Regions from separate parts of the Sus scrofa genome. Here region 1 is linked to region 2. The links are chromatin contacts, called in public Hi-C maps. All regions are on one chromosome and are shown on one strand. The core of a region is the stretch at or near the end of the contact, and the rest is flanking DNA. Distances in the headings are between cores, read along the strand shown.

Region 1 (6,886 bases), core at 2,253-4,752, 56 kb before region 2:
CAATGCGAGGAGAGTAGAGGCCGAACTGGATGAAGATGGGAAGCAGGAAGCCAAAGCGCAGCCACTCGATCACGTGCAGAGGGGGCCGGCCAGCCGGGGGCAGCAGGTCACAGCCCAGCACCGCACTCTCCCCGGCCCGGCCCACCACTGACACCACCTCAGGCTTCCCTCGACCTGCAGGGCAGGACAGGTGGCACGAGGACACAGCAAGGGACCAGAATCAGGGCTGGGAGGGGAGATACCCTCTCTAGCTCTGTGGGGCTCCCCAGGCCTTTGTGAAGTGATGAAGGGGATCCTCGACTTCTGTAGAACGGGTGCTAGCCCTCCCCTCCCCTGAGAACCCCGGGGGGACCACCGCCCACCCCAAGGCCAATAGGGATTTCTGGAGCCCAGCTCACCGTCAGCCCCCTGGCTGATGATGAGGCTGAGGATGGCCAGACTGAGGCACCAAACCATAGCCCAGCTGCCTGCTCGCCTGGCCCCTCCTATCCACAGGGGCCCAGATGGAGGGGCCCAGGGATGTCCACAGCCCAGTGAGCTGAGTCAATCCTTCTGATCAGGTAACAGGTATCTGCTTGCACTCTTCCGGACAGTTAGGGCTTAGCTCACAGAACGCCTGCCGAAGCCGTTCTCAGGAGCACCATCAGATCTAGAGGCAAAATGCAAAGCAACACGCAGAGTGGGCCAATGTTGGAAACCAGAACAAACGCTATGGTTAGAGAAAAGCTGGAGGTGAGCAAAGGAAGAGAAAGGAGAGAGGAGAGCAGATAAGGGGGTGAGGGTGGGGGGAGAGTCCCAGGAGAGTGAGGGCATGCTGGGTGGGGAGACCAGACAGGTGAGGACACGTGGGGAGCAGAGGAGTTGGAAAGATCTCAGAGAAAGCAGAGGAATTATGGGGATACCCAGGTTACTAAGGCTCTTGGAAAGCTGAGCCAGGAGGGAACTGAGGTTCCTATATACCTGGAAAAGGACTTGTCTGGAAAGTATGGGAGACAAAGAGCCCCCATGGCCCAGCCTCCTCCCCCTCCTCTTTGCTTAGTTCTGATGCTAATAACAAGGTAGCAGACAGCAAGGTGGAACCAGAATTATTGCCTCCGCCCCACAGTGACAAATAAGGACCCTGAAGATCTCAGACAGCCTTGCTTGGGGGCACAGAGCCCACTGAGGGCAAAGCCTGGATGAAAACCCCCAGAAAGTCTCCCAGGGCTTCTCCCCCCACCCCCGACAAAATCCTTGCCTCATTTCCCCAGCTTCTGTAACCCCTGCAAGCTGGAGACCCTGTACATCTTTCTCCACTCAGCCTCCCAATACTGCTTGAGCTGTGAGTCAGACATTGCAGGAAAGGGGGGGCCCAGGCAGCATCCTCCAGGTCTGGGCAGGTCCCAGGGCTGGCGGCTGGTGCTGCTTCCTCTTCACGATGCTGCCAGGCAGCCCTCCTTCTCTGCCAGACAGCATGACCCAAGTGCCAATTCCAGTACCTCCCACTTACCTCCCCCGCTTCCCGTATCCTCAGGGCCCAAGGTTTGCCAAGCTCTCCCTTCCCCAACCCCCGGGGGCATGGTCCCTGAAAGGCCAAAAAAGCCTTCGAGTCCCTAGGGTGTATAAAGTGAGCCCTGGGGCATGAGAGCCAGAATTCTTGACAGCCCCAGCCCCTGAGCATCTAGGGAAGTGGCAGCAGGCTTGGGGTGTGGATGCTGTCTTGAGCCTGGCAAATCTAAGTGGACTCTGCTCCGTGGGCCTCCACCCCACTCTTGGTGGCCTCACAGTTCGGGACTGGCTATAAAATATCCTTCTGCCTCTACTTAATGGCCCTGTGCACCTAACTCCTGACAACTCCCCACAAACACCCCCCCCTCTTGCTTCTCACTGCCCCCAGCCAGCTCACCCATCCTTCCTGGACAAGTCTTCTGCCAAATGTATAGGAACCCCCAGTTCCCTCCTGGCTCAGTTTTCTGAAAACCTTAGTAACCTAGGTTTGCACAGGATTCCTCTGCTTTTCTAAGATCTTCTGCCCTAACCATGTCCTCATCTGATCCTCTCCCCACCCAGCACTCTCTCATTCTCCTATTCCAGTTATCCTTGATTCTCACAGTCCCCCCGCCTTTCACACCTGGTCTCCAATTGCACTAGGTCCTCTGCTCTTCAAGGAACTCCCCATCTACTCCAGAATCGCCACCCACCCATTTCTCCCATCCTCTCCTCCTTAGAATTTCCCTCCCCAGAATTCTCCTGCCTCAGCCCACAATACACTTCTGATACCCCGCCCCCAATTCCCTTCCCCCTCGCCTTCTCCGGACCCCTGGAACTTCTCCCTGCTTTTGGAACCCACCAAGAATCACCCTCCCCGCTACACACACGCATTACGTCCCGAACTCCTCCTGTTCCCCCGGAGCCTCGACCCACCCACCAAGAATTCCACTTCGCTCCCCAGGACTCCCCTAGTTCTGCTCCCCAAAAGAATTCCACTTCTCGCCACGGGTCCCCCGCTTTCTCCTGACCCTTATAACTCCAGAACTGTTCTCCATCCCCCCGCCGGCACCTCCATTCAATTGCCCCCCAGAACGCCCCCGCCCTCACCTGCTCGGCACCGCTCGGCTCCACTCTTCCAGCTACACAATAGGGGGCGGACCCGCCTCCCCGCCTCGGATGCCCCGAGCGCCTCCCGTCGCCCTGGAGACCGTCAATCCCCCTCCCGCGGCGGCCAATTGGAGCGAGCAGAAGACAAGCTGAGGCGGGCGCGACCCCCGAGCGGCCTGGGAGTTGTAGTTTCGCGAGGGCAGGACTCGGTGGCACGTGGGCTCGGGTTGCCCCCTGGTGGAGCTCGATACCACCGAGCGTGGCAAGACCGGTCGGCAGCTTCCCGCCGCAAGCTTGAGGGGCTCCTAAGCCTGTCAGGGCCCGCGCTCCAGGGGTCGCAGGCGCTGGACCTCAGCTGGCCCCTTGCACACTCCCTTCCCGTGGAAGCCACCGTTGGACCCTCTCCTCTCCGCTAACGGGCTTAACCGCAGATGCGGCATCTAGGGTTGAAATCTGAGCCTGGGGGCAGGAACAGCAAGCGGGGAGCAGGACTCCCCGCCCTCCTCCCAGGGGATCCACCCCGCTCCTCTGGTCTCCTCCCCCATCCCCATCCCCATCCCCACCTTCATACTTTTCTTTTCTGGCCGAACTGGAAATACCTGTCTGCTCTGGCGAGCTCCCAAATCTTGCCCAAGCGCCTCCCACGGAGTGCAGAGGGGAAGGCTGCGCTCCCAGCTCCCAGCCCGAGCTTGCCAAGTCAGCTCCCGCTGCAGCTCCCAGCGCAAATCACCCAGAGAAAGGGGCCGGAGGGGAGAAATGAGAGAGAAAGATCCTGGCACGGGAGACTGAGAGAGGAGGAATGAAATAAATGATCACTTAGTGAACCCCCACCGGGTGCCAGATTTCGAACTACATGCTTTATGACTCTTACGTAACCTGTACAGAAAGACTATGAAGTAGGTGTAGCTCTGCTGAACTAATGAAAAAAACTGAGGCTCCAGGAGGTGAAGTGACCTGCTGGAGACTTCCTGTCTAGGTCAGGGCAGAGCTGGATTCAGCCCCCACAAAGACTCCCTCCATTCCATCCACCCCCTTGGAGTCTTCAACCTCAGGCAAAAGGACTCTTGCATATCTACCCCACAGAGCTCTCCACTTCCTCAGCTTGGTGTCACCTTGGGGACACGGGGTTGTGACACCTTCCCCACTAGGCTTGAGCGGTCTTCAGCCTGTCCAGGTGCTCCCCTGGAAGCCTTCCCTGAAAGCAGCAGGCTGATCTCACCCCAGACTGAACTCCTGCCACTCAAAGGGCGCACCAGGCACCTGATTCCCAATTATGGGAACTCCAGCATCTCACCAGTATCCCTGCCACATTCCCCCTCCCGGTGGTCACCCAGCCCCATCTGACCACATCCTGGACCAGGAAGCACACTGCCCCTTGTAGTAACGCATTCCATCTTCAGGGACTTTGACTGATAGAAGGTTCTTCCCAGTATAAATGTCTGGGTGCTTTTTGCCACAACCTGAGATGAAAATGTTGCGGGGGAGCGGGGTAGGGGAGGCAAGAGCAGTGGCTTGCTCTCTCCCACTACTGCTCCTGTAAAATCTCCCCAGGTGGCAGCCACCAGCATTACTTTACAATGTAGCAGCTTGGTGCTAAAACTCTAATGAAAACATGTTAGTGGACACAGGATGAAAGCCAGGCCAGGCAGACTGCCTCAGAAAGATGGCTAAAGAGTGAGGCTTTTTTTACATCTTGGGCCCTCACCAACCAATGGGAAAGACCTCCCACCGGTGCCATGTTAGTATTGGCTATATCACTGGTTCAAAGGTTTCATTTCTGCTGTCTCTAGTGTTTTCTTCTGAGAGGTAATTCATCTCATTTGGGCATTGAAATAACTGTTTGTAAAGTTGAGGTTTACAATGGTTTCCAGGAGTTCCCATCATGGTGCCACAGAAACAAATCTGACTAGTATCCATGAGGATGCAGTTTCGATCTCTGGCCTCGCTCAGTGGGTTAAGGATCTGGCACTGCCGAGAGCTTCGGCGTAGGTCACAGATGCTGCTCAGATTCCCAGTTGCTGTGGCTGTGGTGTAGGCCGGCAGCTGTAGCTCCAATTCGACCCCTAGCCCGGAAACTTCTATATGCCTCAGGTGAGGCCCTTAAACAAAAAAAAAAGGTTTCCAATTTTAAAAGTTTGATATGGTCATTTTTTTCCCAGGAAATTTATTTTGTGTTTTATTATTATTGTCATTTTGGTCTGATTCAGATGCATCTTGTTGGCTTTTTGGTAAGGAAAGGAACCTAGCTCTAATTGTTCCCCCACCATGCCAGAAGTGAAAGTTAATAAAACTAGTCCCTGAGGCTCAAAACAAAAGATTTTCCTTTGGGTTGTCCTCCATCCATAGTCATTACTGTCTGGGAAAGTTTATTCAACCAGCTGGGATTCTACTTAACCAAAGCATCAGCCAGCTCACCTATATTTAACTTATTGACAAGAAGACCAGACCAGACAATGTTGTCAATTCCAGGGACTTTGCAGACCACATGCTATAAGCACTGGTCCTATCACCTGATCAGAAAAGAGTTTTTTTTTTTTTTTTTTTTTTTGTCTTTTTGTCCTTTTCAGGGCCGAACCCATGGCATATGGAGGTTCCCACGCTAGGGGTCTAATTGGAGCTGTTGCTGCTGGCCTACACCAGAGGCGCAGCAACACCAGATCTGAGCTCCATCTGTGATCTACACCATAGCTCACGGCAACACCAGATTCTTAACCCACTGGGCAAGGCCAGGGATCGAACCTGCAACCTCATGGTTCCTAGTTGGATTCATTCACCACTGAGCCACGACAGGAACTCCACTAGTCGGGTTCTTAACCCGCTGAGCCACAATGGGAACTCCCTGGGTCTCGTTCCTCCTTAAATTCCCCAGAGCCCTTAGCCTATCAGAGGGGCCCAGCCCACTTCTCCAGAGCCACTTATCAGCTACCCCTTCATCCCAGGGCAGCAGCGTGTGGCCTTGTAGTCCCTAGAATTTGCGATGCTTGTTCATGTATCAGTGGCTTTCCACTTCATCTGGCTGGAATGACTTCTCTCCCTTCCCTGACTCACTGCTAATCACAGTTCAAAATTCTGTTTACCTCCTTCTTCCAGGACACCATCGATGACTCCTCCCACCACGCCTTCACTTTCACCCATAGCCCTTGTCGCACCTCTGTAATTATGTCTGTACACACCCCACAAAGAGTTCCTCGAGGGCAGACGGTGTCTTTTCTGCCTTTCCTCTGCTAGCCCAGTTACTGACACATAGGAGCTTAAATATTACCCTCTCCCCACCTCTTTCAAGAGAACAAACTTTGCAAAAGGTAAAGTGCTCTCGGGATTATTATCCTGGCTTCCTGCAGGGGAAGAGGCCTGGGTGTCTCTGGGCTTATCGTCCACCTTTTTTTTTTTTTTTTTCTTGGGCTGCTCCTGCGGCATATGGAGGTTCCCAGGCTAGGGGTCCAATTGGAGCTGTAGCCGCCGGCCTACACCACAGCCACAGCAACGTGGGATCCGAGCTGCATCTGTGACCTACACCACAGCTCACGGCAACGCTGGATCCTTAACCCACTGAGCAAGGCCAGGGATCGAATCCGCAACCTCATGGTTCCTAGTCGGATTCGTTAACCACTGAGCCACAACGGGAACTCCTCATCCACCTTCTTGAGTGTCTGAGCTTTCCTCTTCCAGGTGCTCTGGACAGCTTGGGGACCTCAGCCTTTCTCCATTCAGAGACTGGGTGTGAGAAGAAGGGACCTGGCCAAATTCCAGGGAAGGCCTTGGGCTAGCCATCCAGGGATGAGTCATTACCTTATTTACTTCCTGTCCCAGACTCTGAAATACACAGGATCTGCCCATGTGTGTGCAAGATGGACTTCCTTCTGTTGGCCTTTTCCACTCCATCTTGGGAGAGGTAGGAAAGGAGTTGGAGGCATTGGGGGCTGCAGACTTGGCCTGAGAACTGCAGGCCTTTTTGGAGGTCAGGCTGCTCGGGCCAAAGGGAGGCACAAAGAACCAGCCTAACTCCAAGGGCTGCCTTCCAGCAGGACAAGGACTCAGGCCCTCAGGGAGTAGCGTGGATCCGTTGCTCGTCTTAGCTGCTCTGTGGGGACAAGTTTTCCACCCTCGCCTCCTCTTTCCTAAGCCCGGAGGGGCTTCCTCTCCTGCATAAAAACCTAGGCAGGGAGTTCCCATTGTGGCTCAGTGGAAATGAATCCGACTGGTATCCATGAGGATGTGGGTTCGACCCCTGGCCTCGCTCAGTGGGTTAAGGATCCGGTGCTGCTGTGAGCTGTGGTGTAGGTTGCAGACCCGGCTCGGATCCCAAGTG
Region 2 (6,648 bases), core at 3,112-5,611:
TCCTAGGACGGCGTCCTTCCATTGACAAGAGAGTCAACAGCCTCCTCATTCCTCCCATTGGTGGCTGCTGAGACAACGGGAAGAGCACCCTGTCACTCCCGCAGCTCTATCAGCTTCCTCCGCCCGCTATGTTCTCATCTCTCTCAGGCCCCTGACTTGGGGAAGCACTGGGTCAACCCCCTTCCCTGCCTTCTGCTCTTCTTCTTCTGTTTCCTTAATGCCACTGCCCCCTCTTTATTCCCCCAGTTTATCAGTCTCTCTTAGGCCCTCTGCCCCATCCTCACCCACTGGCCCCAACCAGATCCCAACAGCAGTACCACCTAGAGCAAGATCTAGTCCAGCCCACTCAGCTCCTAGGGGCGGAGAAGGAGGAGGAGGGTTCGGGAAGCCCCGCCCACCCAGGAAGCCCCACCCACCCTCCCCTCTCCTCAGGGAAGCTGGGAGCTCCAAGCCTGGAACTGCACAGCCTCCAGGCCTCAGGTGCCTGGGAAGCAGAAAGCAGGGAGCTTCTAGTCTAATATCTCAGCTTATCATTTTCTACTTGTCATCTCCTCCTAACAGGCTTCCCTGCCTCCAGGGGCCGTCTCCTCACCTCTCCAGGACTCAGTGTTTGTATAATTCAAATCTGATTGTGTCTCTCCCTTGGGGAATCTTGGGTAACTCCCCCACCTGTTAGCAGGTGGGCACAACCCGAAGCCCCGCCTCTCTCCATGCTTATTTTTCCTCAATCTCCACCCTCTCCCCTAAGCTCAACCTCTCCAAACCCCTGGCAGGCCCCAGCACTTGGTTTTATGGCACCAGGGCCTCACAGGCCCTTCCCTGCCTCCTCACTCGACTGTCTCCTGCTCTGTGTGCCCTTCAAGTGTCACCTTCCCTGTGCACCTGCCTTGCTCTGCCCTGCACACCCTGCACAGTTACCACCGGCACGCTGGGCAGACTTCGAGCCCAGCATTTGTCAGTGTGCTAATGGTCTATTTGCTTTTTTCCCCCACCTTTGAGCTGCTTGAAGGCAGGGACCATATATTACTCATCTGTGTACCCAAGCCTGGCTCCATAAAGGCTGAAAGACAAAACCATAAATGAACATAGGAATGAACGTGGTAATGACACTTCCTCTGCCTCCCACCAGAGCCAGTCTATGAAGGGTCCACGGAGAGGACAGAGGGTGAGTGACCCCAGGGGTCAAATAACCATCACCTAATCCTGGGATCCCGATGTGATGAACGGAGCCTGTTCGTTCTCCACACCTCATGAGGCTCACAGTGTTTCCTGGGATGGGAGGGGCTTCAGGGCCTGCCCATGCCGCTTGGTGGGCAGAATCTCCACTGCCTTCCCCACCCTGCAGCCCAGCAAGCCTCCCCTCCCCTCTCCCACCTCCACCCCTGCCCCACTCCCCTCCTTCCTGGAGGAAGACCCTGAAAGGCTCCAGCTTCAAATTGGCCCCGCAGAGGGTATAGGCGCTGTCCCCAGGAGGCCAGGCAATAATAGGGCCTTGGGGTGGGGGTGGAGGTGAGACCACAGCATCACTGTCTGGAGAGAGATCAGATGTCAGACTTTCCCCTCCTGCCTGATGCAAGAGTTCCTTTGAGTTAACGGGAGAGGGGGATAGGGGGAGAGGGGTTTCTGTGTCCCCTGAGGTCCAGGTAGAAACACCTGCTTGGGAACCCCTGAGCTCCTCCAACAGTAATTTCCCAGGGAGGAAAGTTGATCCAAGCAACTAGTTTGCCTGAAACACGGTTCTCCTCGCCCCCCATCACCTCCCCCCGAGAGGAAACATCCAGCTCCCCACCCTGTCCACCAGTGCAGGTGTGCCATGTTATTTAGATGGCAAGACATTTTGGAGGCAGAGCAAGGGAGTAAAATATCCATTTAGGAAGAGCTGGGAGGCAGGTCAGAGGCTAGCAGCTCGTGGCTGTGAGGTCAGGTCTTGGCCCCACTAGCTTTGTCGTTTAAAATAATACATAGATGCCCACATCACCTCCTTTATAGCCAGTCTGCTCCCAGATGGGCTATGACTTCTTCACCCAACGTCACTTTGGGCCCCAGGACAGCATTTGCCTTCAGGACAGGGAGTCTCTTCTCCCTCTTCCCCAGCAGTAAATTTAGGACTTGGAATTTTCAAGTATAGCTCAAGGTTGCCTTATGACTTTTATATTTTTTTGCTTTTTTGACTGCACCTGTGGCATATGGAAGATCCCAGGCTAGGGGTTGAATCAGAGCAGCAGCTGCCAGCCTGCAGCACACAGGATCCGAGCTGCATCTGTGACTTAAGCTGGATCCTTAACCCACTGAGCGAGGCCAGAGATAGAACCGGCGTCCTCATGGATACTAGCCTGATTGGTATCCGCTGCGCCACAACAGAAACTTCTGCATTACAACTTTCATGGGCCCTAGGCAATTGGCCTTCGTCAGCCTTTTCCTCCATAAAAAAATTTTAATTAAATTTCACCACCGTTAGTATAAAAACAAATGTAATCTAGACTGGATTCGTTATTATATATTCATTGTTGTATTTATTTTATACTTTGATTTCAAAAGAAATTTTTTTTCCTTTTTTTTGTCTTTTTGCCTTTTCTAGGGCTGCTCCCTCAGCATACGGAAGTTCCCAGGCTAGGGGTCTAATCGGAGCTGTAGCCACCATCCTACGCCAGAGCCACAGCAACGCGGTATCCGAGCTGCGTCTTCGACCTACACCACAGCTCATGGCAACACAGGATCCTTAACCCACTGAGCAAGGCTAGGAATCAAACCCCTAGCCTCGTGGCTCCTAGTCGGATTCGTTAACCACTGTGCCACGATGGGAACTCCTCAAAAGAAATTAAATCGAAAACATTTTCATGAGCCCCCCCCCCCCCAATATCATGGCCCCTAGACACTGATTCCCCAGCTTTGTGGGCAAGTCGCGCCTCCCACGACTGAAGCCTGCACCGCACAGGTGCGCAAACCGGCCTCTTCACCTGGGCGCCGACAGCAGCGCCCTCTGTTGGCAGCAACTGCTGCAGCGATCCCAGCAGACAACTGGGAAGCCCAAGTTGCCTTTTTTATCTTTTATTTTTTTTAAGGGACCAGTGACCATGATTCAAATGGCCTCTCTGCTTCAACCTGAGCACCACGGGGAATCTTCAAAGCAGTCATGAGTCTAATCAAACCAGTCCTTGAACTGTTGGTTCCTTGATCCAGAGGGTTCTCTGCCTCTAGGCATTGGAGCACATGGAGTGGCAATGGGATTCTATCATAATAAAATTGCATTTCCTTAAAAATAGCTACTTGAAATCTTAGGAATTCTGAAAAACAGAAGTTAAGTGTTGTATAAGGTGGATTTCCATAGCAAAGTGTAACACAATTTGCATTACGCATGAGGATAGAGCCACAACTTTTCGAATTAATAATTATCGAAGCTGGACTGGAGGCATGGCTCACAACATAACTACTCGGCGTTGCTTCTACAGTGGCTCGACCCCTGGCACAGGAACTTCCATATGCTGTGGGTGTGGCCGCTTGATTTTTTGTTAGTTTTTTTTTGTTTTGTTTTAAATAATAATTATCAAAGCAACCAATACCATAAGGCCATGGATCCATGAATTCCCATTTCACTAAAGCCTCCACTTGGCAGCCTATATAGCTATTCACTGAATATGAATGTTCCCAACCAAAATACTGCCAAAGCAATTAAATCAAAGCATTAAATCTGTGGCTGAAAACTTACGGGAAAGCATTTATATTTATTTATCAGATGATGTGTTCCTGCATTGACAGCATCATTAGTTAAGCACATCGTTTGTTGAAACCTGTTCTGGATTACTTTTGAAAGCAGAACAAATAAAATAAAAATAAATTTGAAAATAAACTGAACTATTTGGCATGTTCAATCATTAGGTGAAGAATTGTTTTGTAGTTTATCAGTTTTGTAAATTCACATGGTGACATATCAAGTTTCCCCAAGCAGGGAGGGATACACCTGTAAAAGATTAGAACCCACAGGTCTTGTTTTACATAAATAATTGTATTGTGTTATGACATTGTGAAACAATCAGAGAACTCCTTAGCCTCTTCCGACCTAGTTCCCACATTTTTAAAACAAAAACTTGGGCTTGTCTGTAGTTCTCAAATGATTTTAGCTATGAAAACACTTTTCATCAGGTGAAATAATCATAGCTAACAATGACAGTTAATCTTTGTGTTTTCACATTTCATCTTCACGGCAGCATATGATCAGTGTTGTTATACCGCAGTTGAAGAAACTGAGGGCAGAAGAAGTTAAGTAACATGCTCTAGATCACACAGCTAACCACAGAGCCAGAATTCAACCCCAGTCATGTCAACTTCAAGCCTCGTGCACTTTAATCATTTGAAACCCTCCCTGTGAAGCAAAGAGGAGGACTTTGCTGATTGAAGAGAAAGTGGGGGTTCCCCAGATGGGATGAGTTGGATTCTACTTCTCATCCTAGGAGTTCAGTTTAGGAAACGCCTGTTTTTTTCCTTAAAAAAATAAAATAAAAAATAAAAAGGGTTTCAACTAAGAGTTTTGCCCTTTATATCTAGTCAAATAACTTTTTAAAAAAATCATCATGATTAAAACAGATTTTAAAATTATCATAGCTCTCTCTTCGGTCATCCCATCTCATCTCATCCCCAAACCCCCTACCCCCCAACCCCCGCCCCCGAATCACTCCAACTCCCTGCGGCCTCCTTCAACCCTCCAACTCCCGGCGGCCTCCATCAAAAGATTCCCAGCAGTCTGCTGACCCGGAATTAAGAAAATCAAGTAAAATTCAGCTGAAGACCATATGCACAATAAAATGGCATATAGTGACATCTACTGGTACATTTTGGCATTGCAGCCAATTCCTTTTACAGGCAAAAAAGGGAACCGGTGGCTAAACCCTACGAAGTTGCAGGTATAAATTAAATAGGAGAAATTCCTGTCATATGGAAAAAGCAGTGAGGGAGTCCTTGGAATTTTCCAGTACAGTTAAAAGCCTGAATTATGGTTCTGTCTTTTCCATCATTAGCTGTGCAGATTTGGTGATGTCACTTGGTGTCTTCGCCTCAGGACTCTCACGCGGGCTTTATCATTGCGTCTTCAAATCACTAAGGGGCCACGTCAGAGAGGCAGGGCCAAGAGAGGGTGGCTCCTCTCCTCCCCTCTAATTCTGGCACTTTTTATCTCTTCATATGCTAATTTTTAAAAATCTTATTCTATTTTCAAAAAGAATTCCACAGCTCTTTTCAAAAGTTTCTCAAAATTCTCTTTCTACTGTAAAGACCTGGCCAACCTATGTCAGCATTTACTGTGCCTACCACATTTTAAGGTCCTGTACCAACTCTTTAGGAGCTACAGCAAGGGAGTCCCAGCCCCCTTCTCTTGAAGAACTTACAATGTGATCGTGGAATAAAACCAGCACGTCATCTACTCCTCCCTTAACTAAGCATTTTTGTCAAGCCAGCTGGGATGTTTTTTCTCTGTGATCATATCTCTGATTTTATAACACAAGTCAACGGGAGAGAGACTTCTTTTTATAGTCAATCTTGCTGGAAGGCATCTTTGCTATAAAAACGAGTGTTTCAGGAGACTCTTGGGAAGAAGTAGTGATGGAGTTGAGATCCACTGTCATCACTATGTAACAGTGTTCCTTCTCATGGGAAGTGTATTAGATTAAGAGACCTCATGAGCATTATCTGCGATTCTTTTTTTTTTTTTTTTAATCTATCTTTTTTTTCAGTTGTTGTCTTTTTGCTATTTCTTGGGCCACTCCCGTGGCATAGGGAGGTTCCCAGGCTAGGGGTCGAATCGGAGCTGTAGCCACAGGCCTACGCCAGAGCCACAGCAACTCGGGATCGTTAACCCATTGAGCAAGGGCAGGGACCGAACCCGCAACCTCATGGTTCCTAGTCGGATTCGTTAACCACTGCGCCACGACGGGAACTCCTATCTGCGATTCTTGAGCAAAGTACATAAGGTTCTGAGGGGCTCGACCCAGAAAACCGGCTATATATCTGCAACAAGGGAAGACACATAAGAGAGCTTCAAATTTCCCATTAAAAGTTCATCTTCATTTAGAAATCAAGATGTTTGCGTTTTAAACATTTTTATTAAAGAATGGAGAGTTGGAGTTCCCTTACAGCCTAGCAGTTAAGGACTCCGCCATGTCACTGCTGTGGCTCGGGTTGCTGCTGCGGTGTAGGGTCACTCCCTGGCCCGGGAACTTCTGCATAGAGCAGGTGCCGCCAGAAAAGGTGGATATTCAGACTAGCTCCATTGGTTATTCTCAGAGGCCTTGCTGTGGGCCCCCTGCTGCACTCAGCTCCAGTATTATTTAGACAAATGAAGAATCCTACCTTCCGTACAGGCCCAGCAGTGGCACAGGCAGTGCCTGAAAATTGCTTAGCATTGAGTTGCAAAAGGAAAAAGCCATTTAAAAAGAAAGAAATCAAGTTATTTGGGCACATCTCTGTCTCTTAGCATCCTGTACAAATCTAGGTTTGACAAATGTAATCCTCCTTTAGATTAGACAAAGGAGGATCACCTAATCATTCTTGGGTGGGGCCCCCTTGGATGGTGCTAAAGGCAAAGAGATGAGAGTTTCACAACTAACAGGTGTTTTTAAAAAAAGGATTACTGGGGAGTTCCCATTATGGCACAGCAGA

Evidence for each region. A called contact is a pair of places that touch in the nucleus more often than the background predicts.
Region 1: a Hi-C map of alveolar macrophages shows a contact between it and region 2, with 2.3 times the contacts expected there. The contact joins the promoter of IGSF9 here to the enhancer-like site in region 2. A contact is called at or near these places in 1 of 5 promoter capture datasets (liver), 24 of 47 Hi-C or Micro-C datasets (alveolar macrophages, blood, brain and 14 more) and 2 of 2 datasets of contacts at active chromatin or transcription factors (alveolar macrophages and skeletal muscle).

The regions. Positions count from the first base shown.
Region 1 is chr4:90,540,382-90,547,267 of Sscrofa11.1, reverse strand. IGSF9 (protein turtle homolog A) reads right to left here and starts at 3,502. Exons shown (of 21, transcript XM_021089579.1): 1 at 3,177-3,502; 2 at 399-649; 3 at 1-174. The coding sequence starts at 456.
Region 2 is chr4:90,485,349-90,491,996 of Sscrofa11.1, reverse strand. No RefSeq gene overlaps it. Among named protein-coding and RNA genes, the nearest start is that of PIGM, 27 kb to the right of the region's middle. Within about 2 kb of position 4,361, at least 2 of the 83 cell types and tissues checked have an H3K27ac peak or open chromatin away from gene starts, as enhancers often do. A contact at or near this core is called in alveolar macrophages, where this site is marked.